Linked DNA regions of Drosophila melanogaster: region 2 is linked to region 1. A link is a contact called in public targeted proximity ligation data. All regions are on one chromosome and are shown on one strand. The core of a region is the stretch at or near the end of the contact, and the rest is flanking DNA. Distances in the headings are between cores, read along the strand shown. Region 1 holds the start of spel1 (spellchecker1). Region 2 holds the start of CG42680.

Evidence for each region.
Region 2: a targeted proximity ligation map of the Kc167 cell line shows a contact between it and region 1, with 4 times the contacts expected there. A contact is called at or near these places in 5 of 107 Hi-C or Micro-C datasets (the Kc167 cell line, the S2 cell line and wing imaginal disc) and 1 of 7 datasets of targeted methods (the Kc167 cell line).

What each region holds. Positions count from the first base shown.
Region 1 is chr2L:14,360,225-14,363,689 of dm6, forward strand. It overlaps spel1 (spellchecker1), which reads left to right and starts at 1,845. Exons shown (of 7, transcript NM_001299002.1): 1 at 1,845-1,962; 2 at 2,022-2,071; 3 at 2,132-2,916; 4 at 2,982-3,465. The coding sequence starts at 1,914. It overlaps Pgant35A (Polypeptide N-acetylgalactosaminyltransferase 35A), which reads left to right. Exons shown (of 1, transcript NM_143812.4): 1 at 1-1,187. The coding sequence ends at 1,054. It also overlaps asRNA:CR43463.
Region 2 is chr2L:14,586,541-14,590,005 of dm6, forward strand. It overlaps CG42680, which reads right to left and starts at 1,694. Exons shown (of 2, transcript NM_001201881.2): 1 at 1,683-1,694; 2 at 1,380-1,618. The coding sequence starts at 1,694. The coding sequence ends at 1,448.

The sequences.
Region 1 (3,465 bases), core at 595-3,094:
CACGCCCAGTCCACTGGTGCGCGGAGGATTCAACTGGGGCCTGCACTTCCGCTGGGAGAATCTGCCCGAGGGCACGCTCAAGGTGCCGGAGGATTTTCGCGGACCCTTCCGTTCGCCCACCATGGCCGGCGGATTGTTTGCCGTGAACAGGAAGTACTTCCAGCATCTGGGCGAGTACGACATGGCCATGGATATATGGGGTGGCGAGAATATAGAGATCTCCTTCAGAGCCTGGCAATGCGGTGGCGCCATTAAGATCGTTCCCTGCTCCCGTGTCGGTCACATATTCCGCAAACGACGTCCGTACACTTCGCCAGATGGAGCCAACACCATGTTGAAGAACTCACTGCGTTTGGCGCACGTCTGGATGGATCAGTACAAGGATTACTATCTCAAGCACGAAAAGGTGCCCAAGACCTATGATTATGGAGACATTAGCGATCGCCTCAAGCTTAGGGAGCGTCTGCAGTGCAGGGACTTTGCCTGGTATCTAAAGAATGTCTATCCAGAGCTGCATGTGCCGGGCGAGGAGTCCAAGAAGTCGGCGGCAGCGCCCATCTTTCAGCCTTGGCACTCGCGAAAACGTAACTATGTCGACACATTCCAGCTGCGACTGACGGGAACGGAGCTCTGTGCCGCCGTGGTGGCTCCCAAGGTGAAGGGTTTCTGGAAGAAGGGCAGCTCCCTGCAATTGCAAACCTGCCGAAGGACACCCAATCAACTGTGGTACGAAACGGAGAAGGCGGAAATTGTGCTGGACAAGTTGCTGTGCCTGGAGGCATCCGGGGATGCGCAGGTCACGGTCAACAAGTGCCACGAGATGCTCGGCGATCAGCAGTGGCGGCACACCCGCAACGCCAACAGTCCCGTCTACAACATGGCCAAAGGCACCTGCCTCCGGGCAGCTGCTCCCACGACGGGCGCCCTCATCAGTCTGGATCTGTGCTCCAAGTCCAACGGAGCGGGCGGCTCCTGGGACATTGTGCAGCTGAAGAAGCCAACGGAGGCGGAGGGCAGGGCCAAGGAGGCGAGGAACTCGGACAAGGCGCTGTGAGCGATTCGCTCGGATCGAATAATTCCGATTGCAATATTAGACTGATAACTGTTTAGGGCAAAGTGTATTATGTTTAAATAGCCAGTATTTTTTCATCAAACTTTTTTTTTTTAATAAATATGATCAAAATGTTGATGGTGCAGTTTGATTAATGGCCAATGGTGGTGGCCTTGGAAACAGGTTTTCTTTCAAATAATTTGCAAATTAATGTGTACGAATATGTTATGTCTGCATATTTAATGATTTTGTGATGACTTATCAAAATTTAACTTAATTGTGAAAATAAATGTATGTATGTACCTACAATTTACCTTATAAATATGCTTCGTATTCGTAATACGAATATCTTATATCTGCATATTTAATGATTTTGTAATGACTTATCAAAGTTCAACTTTGAATAATGGAAATTTTTGGACCTTTACCACTACAATTTTACTTATGAATATATTTAGATAGTTAAATTCTTGCAATATAACACCTTTTTTCCATTTGCTGCAATTTCAAAACACAATTTTCAATACCGACTATCTGGTGGTAATAGAAAAACCACGTTTTTTTTTATGTATATGTGTTATGTATATATTTATAAAGAATAAAAACTTTGTTAACTATAAAATAAACCTAAGCTCGAAATTGTACCGATAAAAAAAAAATTAATTTTAGTATATTATAGACTACCTATTAATTTGTACTTAAGCAACCCTTTTTTTTTAAGTGTATGATTTGGTTTTTGCACATTTGGTATCTCTTTACAAGAAAATGGTATATTGGCTGGCATCGAATACGGTCACACTTTGTTTATGCTGAAACAGGCGCGAAATTGTGTGATTATTTTAACCATTTTAAAAGCGGAAAAATGCAGGCCAAAGCAACCGACAGCAGGCAGGAACCTACCCTGAATATGGGTAAGCTGATAAGCAGTAATAATAACTGATTAGTTACTATAATTAAACGCTGTTTGCAGACACAAATGCGCGTCGCAATTTCATCAAATTCCATGCGAAACTCGGCGAGGTAAGTAAATGCTAAATGCAATAAATCCGGTTTAACTGCATTCTACGCCGTATTTTGCAGAAACCCGCAACTACAGTGAGGTTCTTTGATCACACCGATCGCTATACGGTCCACGGCAGCGATGACTGCGAACTTGTGGCCAAAATCGTATACAAATCCACGGCCTTCATTGGCGCACTGCTGCCGGATGACAAAAAGGAGACTCTTCAGTTTGTGTCCATGTCCAAGGGCAACTTCGAGCTGGCTGTGCGCGAGCTGCTCTTGGTGCGCAATTACCGGGTTGAGGTGTACGTTAAGAATTCCAGCGATTGGGAAATCGAGTACCGCGGATCACCCGGCAATCTGCTGCAATTCGAGGACATCCTGTTCTCCAATAAGGAGGTTTTGGTCGGGAACAGCATCATCTCGCTGCTGGTTAAGCTCGATGGCGGTGGCCAGCGGCGTGTGGGTGTGGCCAGCGTCGAGCAGAACGACTGCAAGTTCCAGCTGCTTGAATTCCTAGACGATGACTTCTTCACCGAACTGGAGGCCACCGTGGTCCTGCTCGGACCAAAGGAGTGCCTGCTGCCAAGCATCGAGGGCGAATATAGTGCTGTGAAGACGCTGCTCGACAGAAATGGTGTCATGATTACGATGCCCAAGAAGAGCGGCGACAACGATCTGCTGCAGGATCTAAATCGTCTTTTGCGTTTCGCCAAGGGACAACAGGAGGATGCCACGGGCTTGAAGGAACTCCAGCTTCAGCTGGCCTCCAACGCACTGAAGACCGCCATCAAGTACCTGGACCTGGTCAATGACGCCGGAAATCTGGGACACTACGAGATCAAGCAACTGGACCTAAACCGGTAAGATCTTACCGTATTCCTTACTTCCATTGAAAAGCGAACTAATTCCTTATATTGCCATGCAGCTTTGTCCACTTAGATTCTGCTGCCGTGGCTGCGTTAAACATCATGCCAAAGCCAGGCACACATCCATCTATGCCCTCGTATCGCTGGCAAAGCGTCTTGGGCGTGCTGGATCATTGCCGTACACCACAGGGACATCGCCTGATGGGTCAGTGGGTTAAGCAGCCACTGCGAAGCCGAAATATCCTCAATGATCGTCATAACATTGTCCAGTGCCTACTCGAATCTCCAGACACAATGGAGACTTTGAGTCTCGATTATCTGAAGCGTATTCCGGATATTCTTATGCTAACTAAGAAGCTAATGCGACGCAAAGCTAATTTGCAAGATTTATTCCGCATTTACCAGGTCATTCTGAGGACCCCGAAAATTCTTAAAGTTCTGCATGAGCTCGATAATTCAACGATCGAAAGTGTGATCTGTGCGCCTTTTAAAAGCTTCCTAAAGGATCTGACAGGGCTCAAGCAGATGGTCGAGCAGGTGGTT
Region 2 (3,465 bases), core at 444-2,943, 230 kb after region 1:
ACCCCTCCCCCGCATTTAAATCATTAATCCCAATGACAAGGACCCCACACACGCAGCCCCATCACTCAGCCAGAGTGATGTCAAAGATAGACGAGCAGCCCGAAGCAGCGGAGAACGTTTCTAGAAGTGGAAGTTGGATGTGTCAGGAGCAGGGGGAGCATCCTCGGAGATGGATCTGGGGTCGGAGTCAGTGTCTAGGAGTCGCGTCCTCGTTTGCTGAGACTAATTTGTGGCTCTCTTCTGAGACGCCCACTATGCGAGCCATTACACTTTGAGAAAATACTGAAATAAAATACATTCAGATTTTTCAGATATTATTTTTTAGTTTTATAATAAAAATAAATAATTTTCTATTTGCTTAAATTTATGGAGATTACATTTCATATTATTTCGAGCTATACAAGAAAAGATTTTCCACAGTGCAGCCACGATTTTTTGATCCTTGTTGAGGCTCGTTATGTGACTGGTGACTTGGTTTTGTTGCCAGTCACTTGAAAAGTCATTAATCATTTTGGGGGATTTCGCTTTTTGCGCCATTTGGGGCGTAGTTGTGCGCCGAGCTGTCGGAGTCGCTGGATTTCGACTCGGAGTGCTGCAGAAATCCATCACGCACCCAAATGGCAGCCACTCGCATCAGCCACCACCACCCAACACAGGCAACACATTCAAAGAGGCAACAGCCAACAGCTAACAGCCAACATCAATGTCAACGTCAGGCGGCGGAGCAGGACGCGGATGTGTTCGCGGATGGGAGCGCGGATGTGTGCGCGGATGTGAGCGCGGACAAGGCGACGGCAGCGACGTCTGACAGGCGGAAGAAAAGAGTCACCCATCAAGTGAGCTTGGCAAAAAGGACGAGGTGGGGTAGAGCAGTCACTGAATGAAAGTGCTTTGTGATTAGGAGTCAAAGCATATGCTTTTTAATTTGCATGTCAGCTCGCGGTGCCAGATGATGTTCTACACGCGCGGCTTAGATTAGGATGCCTGTCTATTCTACCATGCCTGTCTATTCTAGTCAGCAGGTTACTATCCGCAATTTGTGTTCTTGCCATGTGAGCTTTTTGGGAAAATTGTAGCTTAAACGGATTCGTGAAAACTGGAAAGCAAAGGGTTCAAGTGGGCATATTTGTTGAACCGACGTAGATGTAACTTGCAGTTGATCGTCAATAGAGGAAAAGGGATGATCATCATCAAAACATAATATATCTTTATACCTAAAACAAAAATGAACGCTATTCCTATCAGGAAGTATTTAGGTAGAGTGAGTGCTAAGAAGAATTTTCAATTGTATGCTTAAACTCAACCTTCTAACTCTCACAGTTCCCGAGATGTTATTGGTTGTCGATTTGTGCATTCCTTTCTACCATGTGCAAAAAACTAACAAATCTTTTCTAAAATGCGCTGCTTTATTACCACTTGATGTCAATTGTATTCTTTTCATGATCAGTTAACCTCTTCTTCCAATGTTGTAATGAACAGGTTTGCCGTTTCGCATCAGCTCCGTGATTGGATAGCTACCTCCTTGGGCGGCGTCGGCGGTGGGTTCGCACTGTGGGACATTACCAAAAACTGGAGCGGCAGTCATCAGGACAACGGCCAAAACGGCAAAAAGAACAGCCTGGTGAAGATGGTTTTAATTGTTTAATTAACTCATAATGGATTGAGAAATCTGTTAAACTCACCAACAACTTCATCTTGCGAGATTTGAATTTAAAGAATGTGTTTTCTGCAGAGTGCAATGCTTTTTATACCCCAGAGAAGTTTCTTATCGCTTCCACAGTATGATCATTACACGCTAAAGCCGCGATAATTGGGAGCTGGGTTATATTGTAACTCGGTGGAAGAACATAAATATTTCCAAAGAATCGCAATAATCAAGAATATTGTTTTTCCTGGTATTACTGCATTGGAGAATTACCAATATTCATCATAGGCTCTTACTATATTGGGGCTTTATATGGGGGTTCTATATATGATTAATCAACCTCTTCGTGCGGTATTGTATTTAATAGGTTTGCCCTTCCGGTTTGCACATTGTGGCAGATTCGCGAAAACTGGAACGGTAGTCATCAGGACAACAGCCAAAACGGCGAAAAGAACAGCTTGATGAAATTGATTTAGTGTTAAATAAAATTATTATAATCACTCAATCTGTCCAACTTACGAACAACTTCATCTGCACAGTAACACATTTTTATTGGGAGTTTTAACTATTCTAGTGTCTTTGATATAACTATTAATTTCTCAAGGTCATGCTTTTCCAATATGTTACGATTTCTTTTTTTATTGAAATTCACTGGTCAAGGCAATGAGATATATTTTCCGTCCAACAAAACGAATTGCCTACCCTTAAACTGTTTTCTTATTTTAACTAATTCCACCAACGTTATAATTTTATAAAAGTTTAACTAAAAATGCCTTCATTCAAATATATTGCTCCATCTAGCGACAATGGACAGCAATGAGATAATAAAGGGTTATTTTACATATAGGCTACAAATGGTTAACGTTATTACGCGTGTAAATTTACATATAGCTAAGTTTCGAACTACGATGGTTGGTGTATTGTCTACACCAACTTAACGAAGTAGCGGCGACACCACCAAACTTATCGAAGGGTTGACAGGACTGTAAAACTTCTGTTAACTAAGGAACTTTGCATTCTGTAACAAGAAAATAATCCTTTTGTATTTAAAATAAGTTGTTAGGAAGGAGAATCCTGCGTCGGGTAGGTCTCCTTTTTAATACTTTCTAACTTACTTAGAAATCAGCCATTTAACCAAGGCAGAAATGAAAAAAAAATTTCTAAGAACTTTGATTTTTTGCAGAAAGAGTGGAAGGAAATGTATAAAATATGTACATTTTCCAAGAAGTTCCTATTTTCAAAAAAGTGTTTGGGATGTTGGTGAAACATGATTTAATGGCAATATAGATATTAAAAGTGATTTTAGTAATGCTTTAAAATGACAAATTATGGCTTGTGACTTGTGCCAAAGAAAGTCACCAGAAACGTAAAGGTACTAAAAGTTCCTGCTGCCTGTCACCTGCCTGCCACTCGGCCATCGAGATCGTCTGCTAAAAGCCGGGCAATTAATAACGCGCACACCCCTCGCGAAACCCAAAGCTAGTCACTTAACGCTAATACTCTAGAGGCGCGGTGACTAATTAAAACAGCAGTTAAATTAGCAAAGTAAAGCTGGGCGAGTAGTTGACAAATTGTCAGCCAGATCTCCACACAAACCAAACCGATCCTATTCGAATTGAAACCCGCCGCATCTATCAGCGGCGACAGAAACACTTTGCCTGTCGTCTGCCGGCTTGTTGGTTTCTTGGTTTGTTTGTTTGGCTTTAGCCATCTGGCGGACACTATGAGTTGGCCAATTCTGCGCCATAAGATGCCGTTAAATGGACACGCAGCGCGAGCCACATCTGGAGAACGAGCTAATGCCAAATCCAGAGTCAGAG